Linked DNA regions of Pan troglodytes: all the other regions are linked to region 1. The links are chromatin contacts, called in public HiChIP or PLAC-seq maps. All regions are on one chromosome and are shown on one strand. Each heading gives the region's core, a stretch centred on a gene start, on an enhancer-like site or on the middle of the called end of the contact. The rest is flanking DNA. Distances are from core to core; before and after follow the strand shown. Region 1 holds the start of FADS1 (fatty acid desaturase 1). Region 2 holds the start of BEST1 (bestrophin 1). Region 3 holds the start of LOC104001207.

What was found. HiChIP or PLAC-seq counts read pairs in DNA pulled down with a chosen protein or histone mark.
Region 2: a contact with region 1 is called in an H3K4me3 HiChIP or PLAC-seq map of stem cell-derived excitatory neurons, with 17 times the contacts expected there. The contact joins the promoter of BEST1 here to the promoter of FADS1 in region 1. A contact is called at or near these places in 1 of 7 Hi-C or Micro-C datasets (stem cell-derived neural progenitor cells) and 1 of 1 datasets of contacts at active chromatin or transcription factors (stem cell-derived excitatory neurons).
Region 3: a contact with region 1 is called in an H3K4me3 HiChIP or PLAC-seq map of stem cell-derived excitatory neurons, with 4 times the contacts expected there. The contact joins the promoter of LOC104001207 here to the promoter of FADS1 in region 1. A contact is called at or near these places in 1 of 7 Hi-C or Micro-C datasets (stem cell-derived neural progenitor cells) and 1 of 1 datasets of contacts at active chromatin or transcription factors (stem cell-derived excitatory neurons).

What each region holds. Positions count from the first base shown.
Region 1 is chr9:64,065,679-64,069,244 of NHGRI_mPanTro3-v2.0_pri, reverse strand. FADS1 (fatty acid desaturase 1) reads left to right here and starts at 1,978. Exons shown (of 12, transcript NM_001364483.1): 1 at 1,978-2,476. The coding sequence starts at 2,102. It also overlaps a transcript of FADS2 not described here.
Region 2 is chr9:64,259,393-64,263,041 of NHGRI_mPanTro3-v2.0_pri, reverse strand. BEST1 (bestrophin 1) reads right to left here and starts at 1,698. Exons shown (of 12, transcript XM_063782962.1): 1 at 1,532-1,698; 2 at 1,283-1,335. RAB3IL1 (RAB3A interacting protein like 1) reads left to right here and starts at 1,754. Exons shown (of 9, transcript XM_054662338.2): 1 at 1,754-2,329. The coding sequence starts at 2,301.
Region 3 is chr9:64,280,604-64,284,069 of NHGRI_mPanTro3-v2.0_pri, reverse strand. LOC104001207 reads right to left here and starts at 1,681. Exons shown (of 3, transcript XM_009423374.5): 1 at 1,584-1,681; 2 at 1,292-1,442; 3 at 385-1,046. The coding sequence starts at 1,681. The coding sequence ends at 507. FTH1 (ferritin heavy chain 1) reads left to right here and starts at 1,039. Exons shown (of 4, transcript XM_001140124.8): 1 at 1,039-1,793. The coding sequence starts at 1,680.

The sequences.
Region 1 (3,566 bases), core at 729-3,228:
GTGGTGGCGGGCACCTGTAGTCCCAGCTACTTGGGAGGCTAAGGCAGGAGAATGCCATGAACCTGGGAGGTGGAGCTTGCAGCAAGCTGAGATCAGGCCACTGCACTCCAGCCTGGGCGACAGAGCGAGACTCCATCTCAAAAAAAAAAAAAAAAAAAATCTTAAATTTCTATATAAAGTTGTCAAACTATTTTTTCCAGTTTAATCAACTTACACTTCTACCAGCAGTATGAGAGCTTTTATCCCACTGCACAGTCACATAGGAAAAATGGTTTATGTAAAGGACCTCTCTTCTGTTATTTAATACCCATGAATTTCTTATATAGTTGTAATCAGCGAACCCATACTACTTTGGGTTCTGCTTATTTCACGGGGAAGGATTCTATATCTATCAATATAGTTCACATTCTAGCCATTTAAAATCATTCTTTAATTCTTCATTGTGTTAACAGATCCCAATAAGTTTGGCGATTTTCTTATTGTCAGGACTCGGGTTTATTTCCAGTTTTTTCTATTAAATTGGCTATTTCTGCATCTTTGCACAGTCTCCCCTACTTTACCAAGAGTGAAACTGCTTGATCAAATAGAAAATGTTTTGTAGCTCTCATTAGACACTGCCAAGTTGTTGGGCAAGGTTTTTAAAAAAGGAATATTGGCTGTACAGAGGTGCAGCTGTGTGGACCATCATTCCTGAGCAGGGTCCAATAGCCTGGCATCTTACCTGGAAGTCAGGACATCTAAACTTCCCTATGGGAACTTGGTAAGTCCCTTCCCCATTCGAACCTCAATTTTCTTATCTATAAAATGAAGAATTTGGATGGAATGAATTAATCCTTTTCTACCAGAAATCTAGCCATATTTCACCTAGTCTATTCTGTATCACCCTCTCCTGACTCCTACGTGCTCAGAATCTAGCTCAGTGCTTGGGACAGTTATGTTTCCTTTCTCTTTGAAGTGCCCAAATACCAGTGTAATGAGAAATATGGCAGAGCCTGAGAGTTCAGAGCACAGGCCAGGGTCAAATCTCAGCCCTCCACTTACAAGCTGTGTGACAAAATAACCTCCCCCGGGCTCAGTTTCTTCACTGTAAATTAGGTTAATTGTTCCAACCTCATAGGGTTGTTAGGAGAATTAAATGAGTTAAGGTTTGCAAAACGCTAAGAACAGTGCCTGGCACACAGTAAGTGCTTTATAAAGTGTTTGTTGAATAAATAAAATTTTGGACCTAAACTCTGGGTCTCTTCAGGACTGCAACAGCTTTGTAACTGGCAACCCCACTTTTAGGTGCGTTCCCACTCCTCTAAAACCCAGAGATCTAAATGCCAAATCTCTCTGCTTAAAAAGTCTCCCAGGGCTCCCAGGCGCCTCCAGGCTAGAACAGAAATGCCTCAGCTTGAAGACCCAGGCTTTTCAGGTGAAACACCTAAGGGTCAGGAGACGCTAGGATCATCACTCAAGGATCCCAGTGAATTTTTCCAAAATACAATAAAAATAAAAACAAAAAGAGGCAAACAGGGTTATAAAAATTGTGGGGCATTTTAAATGTTTCATTGAACAAATTAAAGCATTAACAGCCCTCCCCCAACCACCACCAAGCCCAAGAGACCGTAAATATGCTGTTCACAAGATAACTGCAACTTTCAAGGGCTCTCAGGCTGCTACTTCGGGCAGCACAATTGGCGGCACGACGTGGCGAGCAGGCAGTAGTTTCCAACCCTGGAGGGTCAGCGTCTGGAGACCCCGGCCAAGGCATCCACAGCCTAAAGATGATGTCCGCGACCGCCCGGGCAGCCTCGTGCACGGAAAAGCCTCAACCCCGGCCCCGCCCACCCTTCCTGCGGCCACCCCGCAGCCCTGGCCCCTCAGTCCATCCACTCCTGGAGCGCGGCCCCCCACCCAGGGCCTGCACTAGAACCGCTATTCCTACCGCGGCGCCCCCTGGGAGCCAACGCCGCGACGCCCGCCTGACGTCAGGAAGTCGAATCCGGCGGCGACGCCTTTAGGGAGCCCGCGAGGGGGCGCGTGTTGGCAGCCCAGCTGTGAGTTGCCCAAGACCCGCTGGGGGGCGGGGTCTCGCTCCCCGCGCCACGAGGCTCGGCCAATGGGAACGCGCGCTGCGAGGCCCGCCGGTCTGCCCTGCGGTGCTGAAAACCCGGCGCTTAGGCGGCTGGCTCTGGGCGCGCGCCAGCAAATCCACTCCTGGAGCCCGCGGACCCCGAGCACGCGCCTGACAGCCCCTGCTGGGCCGGCGCGCGGCGTCGCCAGGCCAGCTATGGCCCCCGACCCGGTGGCCGCCGAGACCGCGGCTCAGGGACCTACCCCGCGCTACTTCACCTGGGACGAGGTGGCCCAGCGCTCAGGGTGCGAGGAGCGGTGGCTAGTGATCGACCGTAAGGTGTACAACATCAGCGAGTTCACCCGCCGGCATCCAGGGGGCTCCCGGGTCATCAGCCACTACGCCGGGCAGGATGCCACGGTGAGCGCAGCCAGGCGGGGGCACAGGAGAGGGCGGGACCGGAGGCTGAGTGCAGGGGAGACAGAGTTACGCACTCCGAGCCAAACACCGACTAATTCGGAGGAAAGCCCGGAGGCGCCTGATCATACCTGTTGCCCGGTGATTGGGTGTCCTGCGGATGCGGGATGAAAAGGCGGGAGAGAGGCCTGGAGAAGTGGAGTCTGGGGAGTGGGGATGGAGGCCAACAACACGCACACAAAAACAAAGGGCCCCGCCTCCCTGCCGTGCATTCCATCTGCAGCCCCGAGCCTCAGGTCTCTGGGCGGGGACAGGACCCCGAGCTGGGTAGGCTAGGAGGGAGGAGAGCAAGGATGCAGGCCGCCTGGGGAGGGAGGGGGTCAGTGGCCAGGGGAGGGAGTCACATCCTGTCTCGATGGCTAGGAGAGGCAGCGCAGCCGCGTCTGGACCTAGGTGCCGGTCTCCACTCGCCAGCAGGAGCGGAGAGGGAGCAGGAAAGGAGCCCATTCTCGAGGATGGGGCTGAAACGGGAAGCTTGGGGAGACCGCTGCCTTGGGGACCCCTGCGTCGTGTGAAGACTGGAGGACGCGGAAGGGACAGCGCTGGCCGGGGAGGGCAAGCGGCCGCTGGCGTACATAAGGGATTGGGAATGGCATACACTTAGCGAGGACCCCCAGAGCTGTTCTCGAATCGCCGGGGAGGCCACTGAGCCGCAGGCCAGCGAGGTCTTCAGCTATTCCGCGGAGCGGACCGCTGTTTACGCTCTGGGGCGGTAGGCCCTTCGCGGGGTCCTGTCCCTTCTTCCGTTGGTCTCACTGCGGGGTCGGGGCGCGCCCCAGCCCCAGGCCTGCTGCTTCCCTTTCTAGACCACAGCCCTCAGAGCTAAGGCCCCGGCGCCTCTCTGCTGGGTTGGAGTCCTGGGGACTCAGCCCTAGGGACTCGAAAGTCGGGGCGTTCCCTTCACCGCGTTTCCCCCTTGGCGGCCAGAATGGCATCCCCTCCCCTTGCATCCCCCTCTGATCCCGTGCCCTGCAGCGTGATGCCCTCCACTGTCCCTATCCACTACCCTGGCGTCCCAGAGTGTGCCGCGGGT
Region 2 (3,649 bases), core at 449-2,948, 190 kb before region 1:
GCTATTTTTGTTTTTTATAGAGATAGGGTCTCACTACATTACCCAGGCTGGTCTTGAGCTCTAAGTTCAAGCAGTCCTCCCACCTAGGCCTCCCAAAGTGGTGGGATTACAGGAGTGAGCCGCCACACTCAGCCAATAAGTATGTTTTAACTAAAGTTAACACACATGCCTGGCACCATGCCTGGAACATTGATGCTCATTCTGTACTCTCTGAAGGAATAAATGAAAATCCTGCCTTTGTGGAGACAAGTTCTTGCCTTCCCTGTGGTGGCCACTAGAGAGCGTGCTTGACTAGCTGGCTCTGGCTGGGGAAGCCTGGTTCACTGGTCAGGATCAGCGTAGACCACGGAGCTGGCACTGCTTCATCTCCCTGACCCCGACCAGCAGCCATAGAGCCATGAGAGGGAGTTGGAGACACTAGAGTCCCTCCTCCCTGTTCCCTCAACCGCAGGCTCCTTGGCAATATCCCAGGAGTACCACCAGGACCATCGACAGTGCATGCCCAGTCTCCCTTCCCCTCCCAGAGGCCCCAGCATGTCCCCAGAGACATCCCATGAGCAGCTGCTCCTGGCCCTGCCCCAGAGCTGAGACAGGCACACCCTGGCACAAGTCATGGTCTCTCCTACTGGGTCTCAGCTATGAAAATGTCCCCAGTTAGCCAGGCACGGCTCAGGCACACAGCAAAGTCATGAGTGCTGATTGACCCAAGCCGTGCCTGGAACAAGAGTCCCAGGATTGACCCCTGCAGAGATGGCACCCAACCCAGTCAAGGTCGCCCTCTTCTGCTTTCTGTTCCGCAAAGAAAATATTCGCCAAACCATTTCTCCTTCCAGAACTGAGCCTAATCTGATTCCTGCCTGTACGTATTCATAGTCAAAAAATTTGGAAACACTTAAATAACAACTCTAACACAGAATGGCAAGGCCTAAGATCTGTGCCAAGTGCACAGAGGTCAGGGAAATTTTTACAGACAATGGGGCATTTCGGTTGGGTCTTGAAGCATGAGTAGGAGTTCATGGAGCGGAGAAGAATGGAAGAGCATTACACATCAGGGGAACAACCTACGGAAAGTCATAGAGCTATTCCTGAAGGATGATTCAGTATCGCATGTTTATCCACATTTTACAAAGGAGGACACTGAAGCTCAAGGCCTGCCTTGTCCAAGGTCACACAGCTATAAATGGCTTGAGACTAGGATCTAGGTCTTTTGATTTTGGATCCTGAGCCCTTTCCCACTATCAGCTCTACAGTAAAGGTCAGTTTCTGAGAGATAGAGTCTTACCTGCTAGGGTAGTGGTCTCTCTTGGGGTTGAAGGGAGGTCCAAAGGATGGGGCCTGCATGAAAGATACTTTTTTTTTTTTTTTTTTTGAGACGGAGTCTCGCTTTGTTACCCAGGCTGGAGTGCAGTGGCATGATCTTGGCTCACTGCAACATCTGCCTCCTGGGTTCAAGTGATTTCCGGCTAAGTTTTGTATTTTTAGTAGAGATGGGGTTTCACCATGTTGGCCAGGTTGGTCTTGAACTCCTGACCTCAAGTAATCTACCCGCCTCGGCCTCCCAAAGTGCTAGGATTGCAGGCATGAGCCACTGTGCCTGGCCGCATGGAAGAGACTTTGACTGCAGCAGATTCCAAGCTCTCGAGCTTCCCAGCAGAGAGCCATCTCTTGGGGCAGCAGGGCAGAGCTGGGGAGATGCGCGGGGGTGCCAGACACAGAATGCTATGGCCTTCTCATCTAGAATTACCATAGCAACAGGAGCATCACAGAGGGCCTGCCTCGGTGCCCTTCTAGGCCCTGCCTCAGCTGGGCAGGAAGAAGGAGACCCAGCTTGGCTGGGGGCAGTAGGCAGGGGGCCCCGGGGTAAGTCAGCCAGGCCTGGATGCTGCCTCCAGGCTTTATGTGGGACACCTGCCAGCCCACACCCCTCTCTTGGGCCAGTCACAGAACAAATAGGGCAGAGGCCAAGAAAGAAAAGGAGGGGGCTTGGCATAGCTGGACAGGGGTGCTGGGGGACACTGCCAGTCCAGGGCCCGGAAGCCAGACAGACAACAGCACCTCCACCCTGAGCTCAGGCAGCCCTGATCCCTGAAGGGTGGAGTAAACTCAACATTCAAAGAGATAGAAACATAAGCCCTGGGCACCACAGAAAGACGACAGAAACCAGGAGAGGCTGGGATACACCTAGGTCCAACTTCATCAAACCCAGTCCTGCCCATGACAACGGAATAGCATGGAATAGACCAGAGCTGGACCAACTAGAGACACGAGGCAAGAGGATCCACTGTGCTGCGAGGTCCCCCATGGACTCTGCCAGGCTGCAGTTGGCCAGGTGAGGCACTGACCACTCTCCACCTTCCACCCACCCCCACCCCTCCAGCTCAGAACTGGGGCTCGTGGCAGGTGGGTATCAGAAAGGACATCATGGGTCAGGCTTCTCCTAGACAACTGTGCAGGGCCTGGATGCCGTCAAAGGTTCACACCCAGTGAGTAGCCTCAGTGTCTTCAGCTCAAATGGGCATGTTGAGTTTGACGTGCTGTGAAAGAATGGTAAGTTTCTCGTCCAGCTGCTCGTTTTGCAGACAAAGAAACTGAGGCACAGAGAAGGAAAATGACTTGCATGAAGTCACAGTAGGCCGCCTGTCTAGGTGAGTGCAGCAACTCCCCGCTGCCCCAGGATGCTCCTGCGGTTCGCTTCCACGGCGAGCACTGAATGCCGACCGACCGTGTTTAGCGCTGCGGTGGCCACTGTGAGAGGGAAAGAATAGTAGAAACAATCAGTTCTCCCCATCTTGACCACTTACCAGGTGTCAGGCAGTGCACTAAGCGCTCTTTAGAAATGTCATCTACTCATCAAAACAACCCCTGGGGAAGAGGAAGGGTCATCCATCTGTCATGGTGGATGGATGTGGGGGAGGACGGCACAAGGGTAGGCTAGATGAGGAGTAAGCCACATTGGCCCCTATCTGTCAGGTCAATGGGCTGATGGCAGGCTGCCTTAGCTGCCTTTCCCTGCCTCAGATGCAGACTGGCTGGGCTTCCACAGCTACAGCCTTCTCCACCCATGCTAGGGCTACCAGACTTAGCCAATAAAACTACAGGCCAGGCCAGGCGTGGTGGCTCCTACCTGTAATCCCAGCACTTTGGGAGGCTGAGGCGGGTGAATCACGGGAGGTCAGGAATACAAGACCAGCCTGGCCAACATGGCAAAATCCCGTCTCTACTAAAAATACAAAGATAATTAGCCAGGCATGGTGGCGCATGCCTGTAATCCCAGCTACTCGGGGAGGCTGAGGCAGGAGAATCACTTGAACCTGGGAGACAGAGGTTGCAGTGAGCCAAGATTGCACCATTGTACTCCAGCCTGGTTGACAAGAGCGAAACTCCGTGTCCAAAACAAAAACAAACATTAGATGACATCCTGGCAAAACAACTACAGGACAGTCGGGCAAATAAGAACTTCAGATAGAAAAGTGAATAATTTTTAGTGTAAATATGTCCCGGGGGAGGGGCCCGGGAGCATCGTCCTTTTTTCTGTGGTCCCTCTGCTTTGCTGATTTGCTTAATTGGTCCATTCCTTCCTGCTGCTGACTTCTAGAACCTGGCTTCTCAAACTGAGGTCTGGGGCCCAGTTACATCATTTGGAAGCTTG
Region 3 (3,466 bases), core at 432-2,931, 220 kb before region 1:
TCTCCCGCACTTCACCTTCCTTTTAACTTTTTCTTCAAACTCAGCTCACGTGTCTTGCTTAGGGAGGGCTTCCCCGACCTCCTCCTATCCCAGACTGGGTAAGGTACTCTCCTGGTCTAGCAGCATCCTTCTGTTTACCTTATTCTTGTAGCTCTAGCACCACTAAAACGTTTTTCCTGCAAATAACATAGGTGCATTTTTAAATGAAACCGTGAAAAAGAAATCACCCTAATTCCGTCGGCAATTTATTTTAGTATTTCAGGAGAGTTGCTTTTTTAAACTAAGGTTTGGAAGTCTAGCTTCCAGCTGCAGGTTTGTGAGCATCCTGAAATTCAGTTCTTCCACCGATGCGTCAAAAGACGCGACAGAACAGTGGACCTCGAAGCCAGGACCTAGGTAAGGTTAGGGCCTAGCTCTAGCTCTGCCACCCATAAATTCACATCCACCCTGTGCCTGGGACTCAGCTGCAAGCCACACACACTGGCCCCACCCCTCCGGGGTCTCTTTCACCTGTCACCCGCCATTAACCCCGTCAGCTTCTCTCCAATGACACCCCAGGGTTGTCCTACAGGGCCACCGAAGCCTGAAGCTCCTGTGAGTGGGGCCGATAAGAGGCCATTTTGAAAAGTCCTCAGCATGGGCTTCGCCTTTAGATCCACGTCGTTTCTCCTTTCTAACCCGAGATGTGTCCCTTGGGTGCGAAGCGACACCAGCGATTCTCTCGGAGGCCCCGGTGGCTCACCCCCACGACTCCCCGGGGAGGCGGTCCCCATCCCTAGGGAAACCCGGCCCGCCCAGCCTTTGTTGCAGAAACTGCACACGGAGCCATATTTGCTTTCAGCCAAAGGCAGACGTGGTCGGAGGAGTCGGAAGGGCAGGGGCGGACCCGAAACCCGCCGTGCGCCCCACTTCTCCATCGCGCTCCTTCCTGGACTCTGAGGAAGAGAAAATGCGCTCGACCACCTAAGGACCGCGTCTCCACCTTCCACCTTCCCAATCTGCAGCTTCCCAATCTGCAGCAAGGTGTCACAAGGGCTTCTCCGCAGCTATGATTTTTAACACCATGCCCCGGGCCAGGAGCCTCAGGGTGCCCGTTCGGGAAAATGGGAGCCGAATCAGGATCACCCCATGCGCCCCCGCACCCTTCCCCCGCCGGTTCCAACGCCCGGGCGCCCCTAGACCGGGGGGGGGGGGGTTCTGAGGTGGACTTCCTGCGCCTCCTCGCAGCTTCCCTCCAACTCCACTAAACGGGCACAGAGACGCCACCGCTGTCCCAGAGGCAGTCGGCTACCGGTCCCCGCTCCCGAGCTCCGCCAGAGCGCGCGAGGGCCTCCAGCGGCCGCCCCTCCCCCACAGCAGGGGCGGGGTCCCGCGCCCACCGGAAGGAGCGGGCTCGGGGCGGGCAGCGCTGATTGGCCGGGGCGGGCCTGACGCCGACGCGGCTATAAGAGACCAAAAGCGACCCGCAGGGCCAGACGTTCTTCGCCGAGAGTCGTCGGGGTTTCCTGCTTCAACAGTGCTTGGACGGAACCCGGCGCTCGTCCCCCACCCCGGCCGGCCGCCCACAGCCAGCCCTCCGTCACCTCTTCACCGCACCCTCGGACTGCCCCAAGGCCCCCGCCGCCGCTCCAGCGCCGCGCAGCCACCGCCGCCGCCGCCGCCTCTCCTTAGTCGCCGCCATGACGACCGCGTCCACCTCGCAGGTGCGCCAGAACTACCACCAGGACTCAGAGGCCGCCATCAACCGCCAGATCAACCTGGAGCTCTACGCCTCCTACGTTTACCTGTCCATGGTGAGCGCGGGCGGGCCTAAGCGGTGGCGGGGGCCGGGCGCGGTTCCCGGGGCGCGCGCTGGGGCGGGCCGGGGGTGTGGCCACCCGCGGGCTCCCCCGCCTCCCTGCGCCCTTCTGGAAAATGGAGGCTGCTCGAGGTTTCCGAGGACTTCTCTGGCGCAGAAAGTCGGGGCAGCTGGTTCTTCTCGGCTGTACCCTGAGAATGCTCCCTCCTAGGCCAGGGCCGCCTCTGCACACCCTTCTTTTTTAAGGAGAGCTTGGTGTCCTGAAATCCTGGGGTTGCAAGACTGCCAGCCTGTGTGATCAATCCTGCGGTTAGGAAGGTGGAGTTTTGCTCTCCCATCTTTTCCTCTGCCTCCGGCATTTGGCCCTAAATGCCAGCGTTTTTTGCTTAGGTATCCAGCTCCCGTCCGCCTGTGTGTGGCGGAGCTGCTGGGTAACGGTGTCGAATAGCAAACCTTGGGGGCTGGCGGGAGGTGGCTTATCTTGTGGGTAGATCCCTCTCGAGCAGCCGTATCCACCTCTCGGCTCTGCTTATCTCTAAGTCCCACTTGCTTTGAAGCATATCTCTAGGAATCGCCCCTTCTGCAGTCACCGAAGTGTCACCTGACCTTGCGCCTAGGGAACTTAATTTATCTTTTATGTATCTTACCGTAAGAGGTGTGGAGTTTGGCCTACTAATTGAACCCCCAGTTCTTGGATAAAGTCCACCGACAGTTACTGGGCAAGAAATTTTTCAGTGATCAGTGGAATCAATTTTCCCAAATCTTGGTCTTAGGCAGTGTCGTGGGAGTCTTCCTTAGAATTGCCTTGTGATTGTCCAAACTATCCCAAGAATAAATGTGTTCCAAATGGATTTGAAAACAGGCCTGTATTTCTGTGACTGTCACTGCCTTTCACAAACACTTGACTACATCAAATGTCTACAACTGAAAATCAAATTTTTGTGATATAACTATTATAAAAGTATGTTTACATCAACATACTGTCCACATTTGCCACCTTGCATGGGGGTTTTTAATTTGTGTGTGTGTGTGAGAGACAGAGTCTCGCTCTGTCACCCAGGCTGGAGTGCAGTGGCGCGATCTCGGCTCACTGCAGCCTCCGCCTCCTGGGTTCAAGTGATTCTCTTACCTCAGGCTCCTGAGTAGCTGGAATTACAGGCGCACGCCACCACGCCCAGCTATTTTTTTTTATTTTTAGTAGAGACGGGGTTTCACCATGTTGACCAGGATGGTCTCGATCTGCTGACCTCGTGATCCGCCTGCCTCGGCCTCCCAAAGTGCTGGGATTACAGGCTGAGCCACCGCACCCAGCAGGGGTTTTTAATTTTATAAATAAATATGTGGTACAGCTGGCAGACTCCTGAGCTCAGTTTTAACCTTGCTTTAACATGGTTAATACAGGAGCAGGGAGGAGAAAAGGACTAAGTGCAGGGTCAGTACTCCAGCGCCCTCTCATCAGACAATGAATTCTGACACTGGCTGTAAGTTTTCTGTGCAGTAATACAGATCCTTAAGACATTGCCCCAGGCAATGCCCATAATATCCTAAAGGTTCCTTGAAGTTAACTTTCAAGGATCAAGTTTCAGTTTTCTATTTTAGAATAGAAACATTACTCTTGGGTTCAATCCAGTAGCTCATCTGCCCCCAGTCTCCTTAGGCACTGATTCC